Regions from separate parts of the Sus scrofa genome. Here region 1 is linked to region 2. A link is a contact called in public HiChIP or PLAC-seq data. All regions are on one chromosome and are shown on one strand. Each heading gives the region's core, a stretch centred on a gene start, on an enhancer-like site or on the middle of the called end of the contact. The rest is flanking DNA. Distances are from core to core; before and after follow the strand shown. Region 1 overlaps MMP24 (matrix metalloproteinase-24). Region 2 overlaps TRPC4AP (short transient receptor potential channel 4-associated protein).

What was found. HiChIP or PLAC-seq counts read pairs in DNA pulled down with a chosen protein or histone mark.
Region 1: an H3K27ac HiChIP or PLAC-seq map of alveolar macrophages shows a contact between it and region 2. The contact joins two enhancer-like sites. A contact is called at or near these places in 1 of 47 Hi-C or Micro-C datasets (embryonic fibroblasts) and 1 of 2 datasets of contacts at active chromatin or transcription factors (alveolar macrophages).

Annotation. Positions count from the first base shown.
Region 1 is chr17:38,636,271-38,643,061 of Sscrofa11.1, forward strand. It overlaps MMP24 (matrix metalloproteinase-24), which reads left to right. Exons shown (of 10, transcript XM_021077693.1): 10 at 1-358. It overlaps EIF6 (eukaryotic translation initiation factor 6), which reads right to left. Exons shown (of 7, transcript NM_001243577.1): 4 at 6,343-6,518; 5 at 5,665-5,841; 6 at 5,283-5,464; 7 at 2,026-2,303. The coding sequence ends at 2,294. Among named protein-coding and RNA genes, the nearest start is that of EIF6, 4.2 kb to the right of the region's middle. Within about 2 kb of position 1,436, at least 71 of the 83 cell types and tissues checked have an H3K27ac peak or open chromatin away from gene starts, as enhancers often do. A contact at or near this core is called in alveolar macrophages, where this site is marked.
Region 2 is chr17:38,402,921-38,409,690 of Sscrofa11.1, forward strand. TRPC4AP (short transient receptor potential channel 4-associated protein) reads right to left here. Exons shown (of 19, transcript XM_003359957.4): 8 at 5,715-5,900. Among named protein-coding and RNA genes, the nearest start is that of MIR499, 32 kb to the left of the region's middle. Within about 2 kb of position 1,736, at least 1 of the 83 cell types and tissues checked has an H3K27ac peak or open chromatin away from gene starts, as enhancers often do. A contact at or near this core is called in alveolar macrophages, where this site is marked.

The DNA.
Region 1 (6,791 bases), core at 186-2,685, 230 kb after region 2:
GAAAGTTCTAGGCCCCCCAGGCTCCCCACTGGCTCCTGGTACTACTGAGGTCAGCTGAGAAAGAGCAGGAGATGGAGGCAGGCAGCCCAGGCTGCAGATGTGAGGGATGCAGGGCCAGGCCCAGAAGGGCTCAGCCTGGAGGCTTCCAATCATGGATTCTCCTGCCATGTAGTCATCTGTTTGTCCATCATCCCAGGACAGGGCAGACAGACAGAGGGGCAAAGCACTGGGGGCCCCAGAGCCCAGCTTCCCCTCAGTCTGGGGAACATCACAGCATTTCAGTGTCAGTCACATTTTAAACTGATCAGCCTTTGTATAATGTTTTTTAAATCATTTCTAAATAAAACAAAAATACAGAGTATGTCGTTTCCCTGGGATGTGGGAACAAGGATCAGGGTTCTGAGAGTGGACTTAAGAAACTTCTGAGAGTCAGGGCACTTTGGGGAGTTTGGAAGCTACCCCACACATGTCATCTGCCAGCCTAAAAATGAAATGCACCCTCTCTCCAAAAGGCTGGCCCTGGAGGCCCTCTGTTACGGGGTCCTAGGAATACAGCCTGATAATGCCAGGGTGGCACCCAGGATGGTGGAGCAACTTCCCCCAGGAGACACATGGGTAGGGTCACGGTCACAAGGTCTTTTCCGAAGTCAAGGTGCATGGTGCCACAACCAGGGACAAAAGCAAGAGCCCAGTTCTTGGCAATAAGGGACAGAAAGGGTGAGGTTAGGTCAGCAGCCTTGGGGTCTTCATACCAAGAGCCCTGGCCTGATTCTGGATGCCAGTGAAGGGAAAGGCTAACCAGGACGCAGTCGTGTGGAGAGACTGTGGAGTGAGGATGTGCACGAAGGTCTTCGCGGGTTTGGGTGCAGGCTGAAAAGCGAACAAATTCAGGGTAGCAGAAGGGGCCAGAGACAAGACTGTGCCCCATGGCGAGGCTGCAGAAGCTTCCTTCCAGTCCCCTCCAGTCCCCCGACTCGACTCTCCGCAAGTCTCCGAGGTGGGGGGAAGGTGAGGAAAGACAAGGACCTGAGAGGGGCCTGACCAGGCGAGGCGAGCCAGACGACAGGAGGCGGCGAGTCAGTCAGTACCAGGAGGTGCAGGCTATGAGGAAGCGCACGTCGTCCAGCGGCCCCCAGGGGCTGGGCTCGGGCTGGGGCTGTCCAGGGCCCTCAGGCGCCGCGGGCTGGAGCTCGGGCTGGGGCTGGGGCTCGGGCTGGGGCTGGGGCTGCGCCGGCTCCGCGGTGCCCAAGCCGCTGCTCAGCTGAGCGCCCATGTTCTGCATGAGGAGAACCCCGTGAGGTGCGCGGCCGGCCGTACACCACCCCGGCCGCAAGCCGGCGGCTCCCCGCCCGGGCCCGCCCCTACCTCACACAGCCAGAGCAGGTTCTGCGGATACCAGCGGTAACCTCCGCCCACGTCGCGCCTGCGCAGACGCCCGGAGGGATTGGCGTCGCGACGTCACCACGCACGGGCCCCGCCCTCGGGGACGAAAAGTTTCAGGGCACAGGGGCGGGGCCCAACAAACCCGGCCCCACCCGCCAGCATCCGGCCAGACCTGCCCCAGAGTCCCTGGGCCCCGCCTCGCGAGAACAAGGAAACACTGGACGCCGCTCCAACCAGCCCTGCTGAGGAAAGGGCTTGCCGAGACTGGTCTGAGATGGTCCTGGGCGCCTAGGAGCCAGGCCAGCAACCTCCACCCACCCTGGCTCAAAGCTAGGTGCCCCAGAACAGCTCAGGAGCCTCACACCGTCCTAAGAGAGAGGTGAAACAGATTCTCGTCCTTTGAAGAATGTGCGCACTTCACCTCACCTCAAGTATGAGGCTGAAGTTGTGTGGAAAATCAAAGAATTACAGGGGAGAATACTTCTTCCTCTTGCTCTGGGATGAAGCCACTCATTTAATGAGAGGGGAGTGGGAGACTACAGAACTAAGGAGTGTATGTGCTTCCTACCCCGCTTTCCCCTTGAACAATGACGGGGGAGCTGAATGCGGGCAGAGGTTCCCCAAACAACACATTCAGAATGGTCAGAGGAAACTGCCCTTTAATGGGGTGGCACAGGACAAAAGAGCTCTCAACCAGAAGCCACAGGACCTGCCAGCCAGCATGATGTGGCAGATTTTTACATTAGCTATAGATTCAAGAGATGGGCACAGGTGAAGGGCTGGGCATCCAGCCACGAGTCCAAGTGAGCTCTCTGCCACTGCCCTGCCAGCATCCAAGACAGACTGGGTGGGACGTGAAGAAGGAGCCCAAGTCCAGGGCCTGGAGCCAGGGAACAGCATGGAAGGTGACTCAGGTGAGGCTAGAGAGAGAGGAAGGAGCATTGTCAGTAGGTGCTTCACAGAGCATACCTCACCCTCCACTCTCAATGTGCTTCCCTCCACCCTCACCCCAGGACCTCTGCTTCCGCTCAGCCCAGAAAAGCCACACTCAGAGCCCCTTCCAGATTCCACTGCTCCCATGAGTCACAAGTCTAGAACTCTCAGTGTTTAAAAAGTAAAAGTGACTTCTCCACTCAGGTGGGTCAACTCAATAACTTCCACAAACCCTTACTGATCACAAATCAGAGCCTCACAGGTCAAGTCCAACAGCCATTAGACAAGGGAACAAAGGGGCTCAAAAGAGAGGAAAGGACATGCCCAGGCCACAAATTCCCCATCGGCAGGGTTTGGGGCCAGGACATTCTTCCTGAAGGTGATAATCATGCATATGATTATAAAAATGAAGTATGGGAGTTCCCATTGTGGCACAGCAGAAATGAATCTGACCAGGAACTATGAGGTTGCAAGTTCAATCCCTGGCCTTGCTCTGTGGGTGAAGGATCTGACATTGCTGTAAGCTGTGGTGGCTAGGATCTGGCGTGGCTGTGACTCTGGCGTAGGCTGGCAGCTGTAGCTCTGATTGGACCCCTGGACTCCATATGCCACAAGTGTAGCCCTAAAAAGCAATAAATAAATAAATAAATAAAACAATTTAAAAAATGATGTATTTCTAATTGCCTACCTGACACCTTCCTTGTGAGGTCTCCTGGGCACCTCAAACTCAACAGTTTCAAAACCAAAATAAGCTAAGGAGTTTTTGTCTCTTCTTTTCCAAAACCAATTTTTTTCAAGATTTTTTTATTTTTTATTTATTTATATTTTTAATTTTTTGTCTTTTTTTCAGGGTCGCACCTGTAGCATACGGAAGTTCCCAGGCTATCGGTCAGATTGGAGAGGTAGCTGCCAGCCCACACCACAGCCACAGCAATGCCAGATTCTTAACCGACTGAGCAAGGCTAGGGATCAAAACCCACATCCTCATGGATACCAGTCAGGTTCGTTACCCCTGAGCTACAAAGGGAGCTCCTCCAATACCTACTTCTTTACCTATCTAACTGCAATGCTGACCAGTGCTGCTGACTGTAGGCAATTCTGCCTGGCAGCCTCTAAAGTTTCACCATTAAATGCAACACTTGCTGTAGGTTTGAGTAGGTACCAATTATCAAATTATACAAATTTCTTTCTGTTCTTAGGTTGCTAAGAAGTTTTTGTTGTTGTTGTTCTGTTCTTTAATTAAATAGTTAATTGTGAAAGTACTGTTTTCTTATGAGATTCCAAGTCCCAAAAAGGGAGGATTTATTTTATTCATCACATCATACTGTCTGGCACATAGTAGGTGCTCAAAAAAGAAGCTGTTGAGCAAATGACAAAACCACTGGTACCATTTTCCTGCTCAGACCCTTTCACCTGCTCTCCAGTGCTGACAGCAGAGCTTGTCAATGTGGTCTCCAAACTGCCCCCACCAGAATCACCCAGGGAAGATTATTAAAACAACCATACCTGGCTGGGTCCCACTCCAGACTAAGAGAATCTGTCTGCGGAGTGATGCCAGGAATCTACCCTAACAAGTATCCCAACATAGACCAGAGGACAAAAAACAAGTCTACAGTCAAAACTTTCTGACATGGACATTCAGAGTCCACAACACTCTGGGAATAAAACCTTTCCCCTTCACACCTTTCACACTTCCCCATCTCTGGGTCTGTCTGAAGTGCTTCCTCACCCTATCTTTGCATATCCAATTATCTTCTCATTCCCTGAAGCCCCGATCAAATGATCTGCCCTCCACAAAACCTTCCTGGATTCCACAAAGTGTCTCATGGGAACTTCTGAAGCCATGTAAGGCACCAGATATTTCATCTTTGAAGTGGCTATGTGGCCACTACATCTTTTTTTTTTTTTTTTTTTGTCTTTTTGTCTTTTTGTTGTTGTTGTTGTTGCTATTTCTTGGGCCGCTCCCGAGGCATATGGAGGTTCCCAGGCTAGGGGTCCAATCGGAGCTGTAGCCACCGGCCTATGCCAGAGCCACAGCAACGCGGGATCCGAGCCGCGTCTGCAACCTACACTACAGCTCACGGCAACGCCGGATCGTTAACCCACTGAGCAAGGGCAGGGATCGAACCCGCAACCTCATGGTTCCTAGTCGGATTCGTTAACCACTGCGCCACGACGGGAACTCCTGGCCACTACATCTTCTCTTACCTGCTGCACTGAGTCCCTCAGAGCCATGATGTAGCACAAAGTTGCCTAACTATCCCACATGGAGCCTTGTCCATAGGGGTCAATGACCATCAGGCTACTAAATGAATGAAGGAGAGAAAATGAAGGGAAATTTTGTCCCTGGTAAGAAAGGAGTCACTTTCTTACTACTACTGGCCACTTGCTCTACTTTGGAGTTTCTATCCTATGCCTTGAGAAGGAGCCTAAATGGAGCGGTGGGGGTGGGGGGAATGCTAAATATCCAGCACCTGCTGCTCTTCCAAAGGAAGAGCTTCTAGAGCCCACCACCCCAATATCTCCAGGGTTAAGGCCAAGAACCTGCTTTTGTTTTGAATCCACATAAGTCCAGATGACTATGATTTTGATGCCATCCTCACAACCCTGAGTTCCTTAGGCACCTAGGGTCGCCTCAGTTTCTAAAAGCAGCCTTCCCTCCTTCCCTCAAAAAAGCTCTCTTCTGTCTACTGGCTGGAAACACCAACACATAGGATGATACAAACTACAAAACAACGTGGTCAGTTATAAAATAAGACAGACAGAGAGGGGATACACTGAACCAGAGTCTTCAGAGATGGGGATAGGCAGATACCCAGCACTGCTTGCTAACTATACCCTGTGCCTGCTCAGCAGTGTGCAGAGGTGGCCTCACATGCAGAAGAAATTACCAGTACTAATACAGCGTGGCTCCCGTTACAGGCAGCATCTCCCTCCCCTCCTCTCAAAAGGAGAGGCCCATATACCTGTCAATGAGGGAATCCCGCATGCTGGTAGCAATTGTGCTAGGCTGGGCTTCGTTCAGCTTGAAGACACTCTCCACCACTGACAGCTCTGTGCTGGTTGTGTCCAGGCCACAGAAGGCACACCAGTCATTCACCACCATCCCAGCAGCGATCACCTCGCTGCCTCGGTTCACAGTGCCCGCCTGCCAAGGGACAGCTCAGTGTGAATCTCAGCACCAACAGCCAGTCTCTCCCCTGCTTTATGAGGATACTCACCAAACCCTGCTCCCTGACCCTCAGCCCCAACCCCAAACTGTGACAGGTAATAACCCAGATTCCTGAATACTGGGCAAAAGGGGTCTGCTCCAGCAGAAGACAGGGGCCAGAGAATAGGAATGCTTACCACAAGGGGGACCTGAAGGAGAGAGGACAGCTCATCCTGGTCTTCGATTGAAGTCTTGGGATGCACCAGCCCGCCCTGATTGCTGAAGACACAGTAGCTTCCTACCAGCACCTGATCAGCCACTGTCTGCCTGAAGACTTCAACCCTGAGCACATCAGCCAGGATTTCTTCTGTTTCCTGTCAGCCAAAGGTGCAGTGCTTGGGCTAAGAACAAGCTGATCAAAGAACCCAGGGCCTCCACACCCAGATCCACCCAGGGTGTGACTCCCTAAGCTTCATTCCTCTGCCAGGTAGCTGCATGTGGAAGCTCGCCCGGAAAAAGGAGGGAATACAACTTGGAGCAGAGTCTAGGCCAGCTATGGAGTGTCTAATATCCACACATGCCCGAAGAGCCAGAGGCTGGTCTCCACATGACCCTCCTTCCCTCTAACCCACATTCAAGAGTCACCTTGCAGGACCAGATGGATTAATTTCCCTGACTCTGAAAGGATTAATACCCTCCTTAGCTTCTTCCTGACACTGATCACAATATTCCAAAGAGTGCCTGAACTGCAGGAGCCCAGATATAAAAAGAGACTGCAAGAGAGACCCCTAATTCCTGCCTGATAGGCAAAAACAGTGGCTAACCACTGTCTATGCTAATAGCCTGTGACTCTGGGCCAAACTGGGCTGCCTCACCCTGTCCAAGTCTGGGTGGACTAAGGCCACGTAGTCGTTGCAGGTGGTGACATTGCCCAGGGCTGAGAGCCGTTCTTCTACCCGCCGGATCTGCACTGAATCCGGGAGGCAATTGCGAATGTGTTGCAGCTCCTGATCGGTGGTGTTGTTGGGCACCAGGAGACCATGCCTGTTCCCTGGAGAGACCCATATTAAGAGGGATGAGGCAAGGATGGACCATGAATACAAAAGAAGCCTGCTGAGCCCCAAGGAATCTGCCCAGAGTCAGTGGCCTAGGAGAGAGGACAATCTAATCTTCCCTCACACTAGGTGTGGAACTGGGTGATTCACCAGGCTTCTTTGAGTCTTAGCTTCCTCATCAGTCAAATTAGATCATTAATTCCTACCTCTCAGGATCTTCGTTAAAAAGGAATGAAACAAGTGTAAAAGTGAAACCCCTTAATGTTATT
Region 2 (6,770 bases), core at 486-2,985:
TGAATCTGAGCCACAGCTGTGACCTATGCCACAGCTGCAGCAATGCTGGATCTTTAACCCACTGGGCAAGGCCAGGGATTGAACCCACATCCTCAGAGAGACAGTGTCAGATTTTTAATCTGCTGAGCCACAACAGAACATTCTGAGATCTTTTTTAATGTAGGCATTTACAGCTATAAATTTCTAAGCATGCTTTAGCAGCATTCAATAAGTTTGGTATGTTGTGTCTTCATTTTCATTCATTTCAAAGTATCTTCTAGTTTCATGATTTTGCCCTTGAACCATCACTCATTTATTTATTTATTTATTTTTTTTGTCTTTTGTCTTTTTGTCTTTTAGCCATCTCTTGGGCCGTACCCGCAGCATACGGAAGTTCCCAGGCTAGGGGTCGAATCGCAGCTATAGCTGCTGGCCTACACCAGAGCCACAGGAGCGCAGGATCCGAGCCGCATCTGCGACCTACACCACAGCTCACGGCAACGCCGGATCGTTAACCCACTGAGCAAGGGCAGGGATCGAACCCAAAACCTCATGGTTTCTAGTTGGATTCGTTAATCACTGCGCCACCACAGGAACTCCCCATCACTTATTTAGAAGTGTACTGTCTAATTTCTACATATTTGTGAATTATCCAAATTTCTTTCTGCTCTTAATTTCTAATACCACTCCCTTGTTTTTGGAGTACATATTTTGTACAATTTTAATCCTTTTTTGTTTGTTTGTTTTTGCTTTTTAGGACCACCGCTTCAGCATATGTAAGTTCCCAGGCTAAAGACTGAATCTGAGCTGCACCTGCTGGCCTATACCACAGCCACAGCAATGCAGGATCACAGAACACAGCTCATGTGAACACCAGATTCTTAACCCATTGAACGAGGCCGGGAATCGAACCTGCGTCCTCATGGATACTAGTTGGGTTCGTTTCTGCTGAGTCACAATGGGAACCCCCAATTTAATCCTTTAAACTTTCCTGAGGCTTTTTTTCCTTTTTTTAAAAAGTCTTAGCATATGGTCTATCCTGGAGAACATTCCATGTACTCTTGAGAAGAATATGTACTCCACAGCTGTTGAGTGGTCTATATATATCAGTTTAGTCTAGTTTGCTTACAATGTTGCCCACATTATTGAAAGTGGGTTATTAAAGTCTCCAACTATTATGTTGAACTATTTCTTTGAATCTTTTATTTTTTGCTTCATCATTTATTTTTTGGCTCTGTTGTTTTACATATATTTATATATTTATTTATTTATTTATTACTGTTATATCTTTTGACAGATTCACCCTTTTATATTATTATGAAACCCACTTTAAAAAAACCTCTGATAATACTTTTTGTTTTCAAGTCTCTTTAGTACAGACACTACAGGTTTCCTATGGTTGTCCTTTGCATGATAACATCTTCTATAATTTACTTTCAACCTATTTCTATCTTGGAACAGAAAGTATGTCTCCTGTTGGCTGCTTGTAATTTGATCTTCTTAAAAAGTCCAGTATGACAATCTGTTTTTTTGAATGAATCATTTAATCCATTCACACTTAATGTTATTACTGACAAAGCTGGATTTATTTCTGCCCAAGAATGTCTTCTATATATTTTTTATTCTTTGGGTTCTCCTTTAATGCTTTATTTTGCACTAAGTAAGTATTTTCTAGTATAAGCTAGAATTCCTTTAATGACTTTCTCACTATATTTCTCAATAGTCTCTACGGCTTACTTGCCATAGACATCTTAACTTGACAGACTCTCAGAGTTAAATTATCTTACTTCTAGAACTCTAACTTCCTCTTCCCCTTTTTGTGTGCTACTGTCATTATCATTATTATTTTGCTTTGCTTTTTTAGGGCCACACTTGTGGCATATGGAAGCTTCTGGGCTAGGGGTCCAGTGGGAGCTGCCACCAGCACCACAGCCACAGCAATTCAGGATCCAAGCTGCATCTGTGACCTTCACCACAGCTCATAGCAACGCTGGATCCTTAAGCCACTGAGTAAGGCCAGGGACTGAACCTACAACCTCATGGATACTAGTCAGGTTTGCAATCCACTGAGACACAATGGGAACTCCTTTCTGTGATATTATTATTCATACAACATCAACATATGTTAAAAACCCAATAATACAACATATCCTATCATATACTGTACACACTGTTCCATGATACATTGTTATAATAGGGTCAACAATATAAACACATGGTTTCTTATAACTGCTTTTGAAATTAAAAAAGAGGAAATATGCACTTATACTGTTTTTTATAATTATATAATTTCACTGATGCTTGTTTTTTTAGTGTGTGGATTTGAATTACTGGCTGAGGTCACTTGCTTTCAGCCTAAAGAACTTCCTTTGGTATTTCTCGTAAGGCAGGCCTGCTAGTAGCGAATTCTCTAAATTCTTACTTATCTAGGAAGGTCTTTATTTCACCTTCAGCTCTGAAAGAAGGTTTTACTGCATACAATTCTTGGTTGAGTTTTTTCCCCCAGCACTCTGAATATGTCATTCCACTCCCTTCTGGTCTCTATCCTTTCTGATGAGAAGTCAGCTGTTAATCTCATTAGGATACTCTTGAATATGATGAATCATTTTTCTCTTGCTACTTTCAAGATTTTCTCTTTCAGTATTTTTATTTTTTGCTTTTTTAGGGCCATACCCATGACATACGGAAGTTCCCAGGCTAATGGTCAAATCAGAGCTACAGCTGCTACTGGCCTACGCCACAGCCACAGCAATGCATGATCTGAGCCATGTCTGCGACCTGCACCAGACCTCACAGCAATGCCTGATCCTTGACCAACTGATCGAGGCCAAGGATCAAAGCCGCATTCTCATGGATACTAGTCGGATTCATTTCTGCTGAGCCACGATGGCAACTCCCATCTTTCAGTGTTTTTATTAGGAGGTATCTGGATGTAAATCTTTTTGAGTTTATTCTACTTGCAATTCTTTGAACTTCTCAGATGTGTATTTTAATGCTTTTCATCAAATTTGAGAAGTTTTCAGCTATTATTTCTTTGAATATTTTTTCTGTTTCTCCCTCTCTGAACTTTTCATTCTAGTTATTATATTTTTCATCTTTGGAACTTCTATTTGGCTTTTATATATCCTATCTCTACTAATATTCTCTGTTTGATGACACACTATCATCACTGCTTCCTTTACCTCTTTGAGCACAGTTTTCTTTGACTTAATTCTTCTACCATCCTTATAATAGCTGCTTTTTCTTCTCCCTTTTTTCTTTCTTTCTTTCTTTTTTTTACAGCTATACCTGCAGCATATGGAATCCCAGGCCAGGGGTTGAAATGGAGCTTCAGATGAGGGCTATGCTATAGCCAGGGCAACACAGGAACTGAGTGACATCTGCACCAGCAGCAAACCTTAACCCACTGAGCGAGGCCAGGGGTGAAACCTGCATCCTCGCAGAGACAATCCTTAACCCACTGAGCCCTAACAGGAGCTCCTTTAATGGCTGTTTTGAAGTCTCTATTAACTCTGATATCTGGGCTCCCTCAAAGGCAATTTCTGTTGCCTTTCTCCTATACATGGATCATACTTCCCTGTTTCTTTGCATGTCAAAAATTAGACTTTTTAAGCAAATAGTGCAGCAACTCTTAATGCCAATCCCTCTTCCTCCTTTCAGGGTTTGCTGTTGCTGTTTTCTTGTTTATTTGTTTACTGACCTGGCTAGCCTTTTTCAGTAAAGTCTATTTCTCTGGAGACTGATCAGGCCTTTGGCAGAGTGTAGCCTTGGGCATGTGTCCCTGGATGACAGTGTTTTTAGCAGGGCTCTCTATGGCTCTTTCCCTGATCTCTAAGTTAAGCTTCCTGCCTCATCTGGTACGAAATCCAGCTGTCAAGCTCCACTAATTGCTGGCTGAATGTCCTACTGGTTTTGACAATGACTTGAGGCATAAACTGCTCCAAAGTCTGATTCAATTAAATTCAGACAGGAGCAGTTTTTGAGAGTGAGGTATGAGCCAAGCTACAGTTTTCTTAGCCAACCTCTTTCCCTGGTTCTCTTTGGTGAACTAGCTGGCATATGGTTGGGGTTTTTGTTCTCAATTTAAAAGAGCTCCTTTTATTTTCTTACAACCAAAATCTACATTGTTTCTGAGAATGACCTTGAGTTCAAACTTCCCAACATACTGTTCTTACCTATTACCTCTCCCCCTGGCAAAACCTCAGTACCACTACTATGAACAGGGTTGGTAGCCTCTAGAGTCTTCTCAGTTGCTTCTCCCTATGTAGTAGAACCTCTGTCCTACAAATGAGCTGGGCAAAGGGTGATAAGGGCCATAGATTTCTTGGCCTACTGGGCCAGGGAAAAGCTTCTGTACTATGAGTACAGTTTGGAGGTGAGTGGAGAGGAGGCCCTGGCATTATGCTAAGTGAGATAAGTCAGAGAAAGACAAATGCTGTATGATATCACTTATATGTAGATTCCAAAAAAAAATGAAAAAGAAATAGAGTGGTTACTGGTGGTTAGGGGTGGGGAAAATGGGGAGATATTGGTCAAAGAGCACCAACTTCATTATAAGATTAACAAGATCTGGGTATCCAAGGTATCAATAGCACGGTGATTAAAGCTAATATTACTGTATAATATACCTGAATGTTGCTAAGAGAAGAGATCTTAAATATTCTCACCACAAAAAAAGAAATGGTAATTATGTAATGGGATGAAGGAGTTAGCTAATGCCCTAATAGTAATCATTTTCCAAAATATAAATGTACCAAATCAACAGGTTGTACACTTTAAACTTACAACAATACTATATGTTGATTAGATATTAAGAAAGTTGGGAAAATTAAGAAAGAAAGAATATAAAAAAGAAAAGAAAGAAAGAAAGGAGCCCCTGCCCTCCTGGCTATATTCATCAGGAATTTAGCCTCTTCTACTTGGAGCTGGAAGGGATGAAAACAGCCTGCCCCTCCCAGTGAGATACTGTATTCCTTGTCTGGGAGCTGAGGGAGCCCAAAAAAGCCACATCTGCCCAGAGTGGAACTTCTATCAAGCAGAAATTCTACTGTCACATTCAATGTTCTGAATTTTAGCAGATTTTCTGGAAGAAATGTTTCTTCATTTGCTGTATGCTCTTAGAACAACTTCCATAGACTTTATGTGGATGGTTGCTGTTGTCTATAGACTCTGTTTAGTTGTACTGACAAACAGGTCCACAGAGCTCCACACACTGCCATCCCAGGAATGCAACTCCTCTCTTCACTTTTATCTACATGACTATAGTAGGAATTCCTGGGTCTGCACAATCTGACTCCAGAGTCAAATGCTTGGGGTTGAGTACCTCACCCAAAACAGGCCAGAGTAGTTCACCAGGAAGCTGGAGCTGAGACTAGGAGTCCACACATTTACTAGACTGCATACTCTTCAGAATGGAGAAAAGACTAAAAAAACATGCAGAAAGAAAAGGAGACAGAGAAAGAACTCTCTGGGTTCCTAAGAATGTTCTGGTAATGGCTCTATTTTGTCCCTTGGGTTCTGCAACAAAGCCCTTGTCCCTGCAGTCAGGTCTGCTTTGAGGTAGCTCAAAAGGTCCTGTCATTAGTTATCAAAAGTCTTAACAATCATGATCGAGGATTGCCCTGAGGCAAATTCTACTTTGAGCAAATTTCAATTCCCCATGGAAAAGAAGTCAAGAATGGTTCTAGAAACCCACAGAAATGCTCCCCACCCCTTGGGAGACCAGCCCCAAGTACCTTGATTGTGCTCAGATTCCTCATTAGCCACTCGCATCAGGGCATCTAGCACCAAAGCATTGTCTAGCCATGTGTACCACTCCTCCAACTCCTGCAGGAAGCTGGCTGTGCCTGTTGACTCTGACACCTTTCGAGTCGCCAGCTTGCAAAGCCGCTCCACAAAACCAGGGATGCTGAGAAGGGCAGCTGCCGAGGAGAGAATAAAAGAGGAAATTTCAAAACAGAGACCATCTCTAAAGCCCTCAACATCCCCACCTGCAGGAGAGGAATGATTCTTAATCTGAGAGAAGTTAGTCATAGCTTCCCTTTAAAACAAAATGCCTGAGTTCCCATCATGGCGCAGCAGAACCAAATCCAACTAGGAACTATGAGGTTGCGGGTTTGATCCCTGGCCTTGTTCGGTGGGTTAAGGATCCAGCATTGCCATGAGCTGTGGTGTAGGTCACAGACACTGCTCAGATCCCACGTTGCTGTGGCTGTGGCTATGGCCAGCGGCTAGTTCCAATTTGACCCCTAGCCTGGGAACCTCCAAATGCTGTGGGTGTGGCCCTAGAAAGCAAAAAGCAAAAGAAATTTAAAAAATAAAAAATAAAATAAAATGAAATGCCAAGCCAAGGTAAAATAGTAATAAAGTTGTAGGAACAAGTTCAATCCTAGTAAGCACAGGGAAATAGGCTCTCTTATATCTACTGGTGGGAATATAAATTGGAATAATCTCTATGCCTTAACTCTGGGTGTATTCGAGGAGGTCCATTTCTGGGAATTTACCATAATGAAATAACTAATTAATAGATACAAAGGTATCTGTATAGAGGTTCACTGGTGTGGTTTCTATAAAAGAAAAAAGGCAGAGATAATTATATGTTCACTAACAGCATATTGATTAAATATGATACAGCCATACAGTGGGATACACACATAGACACTAAGAACAATGACACACGCATCTTTTTTTTTTTTTTTTTTTCCTTTTTTGACTGTGTCACAGCAAATGGAGTCCCTAGGCCAGGGATCAGATCCAAGCTGCAGATGCGACCTATGCTGTGGCAATGCCAG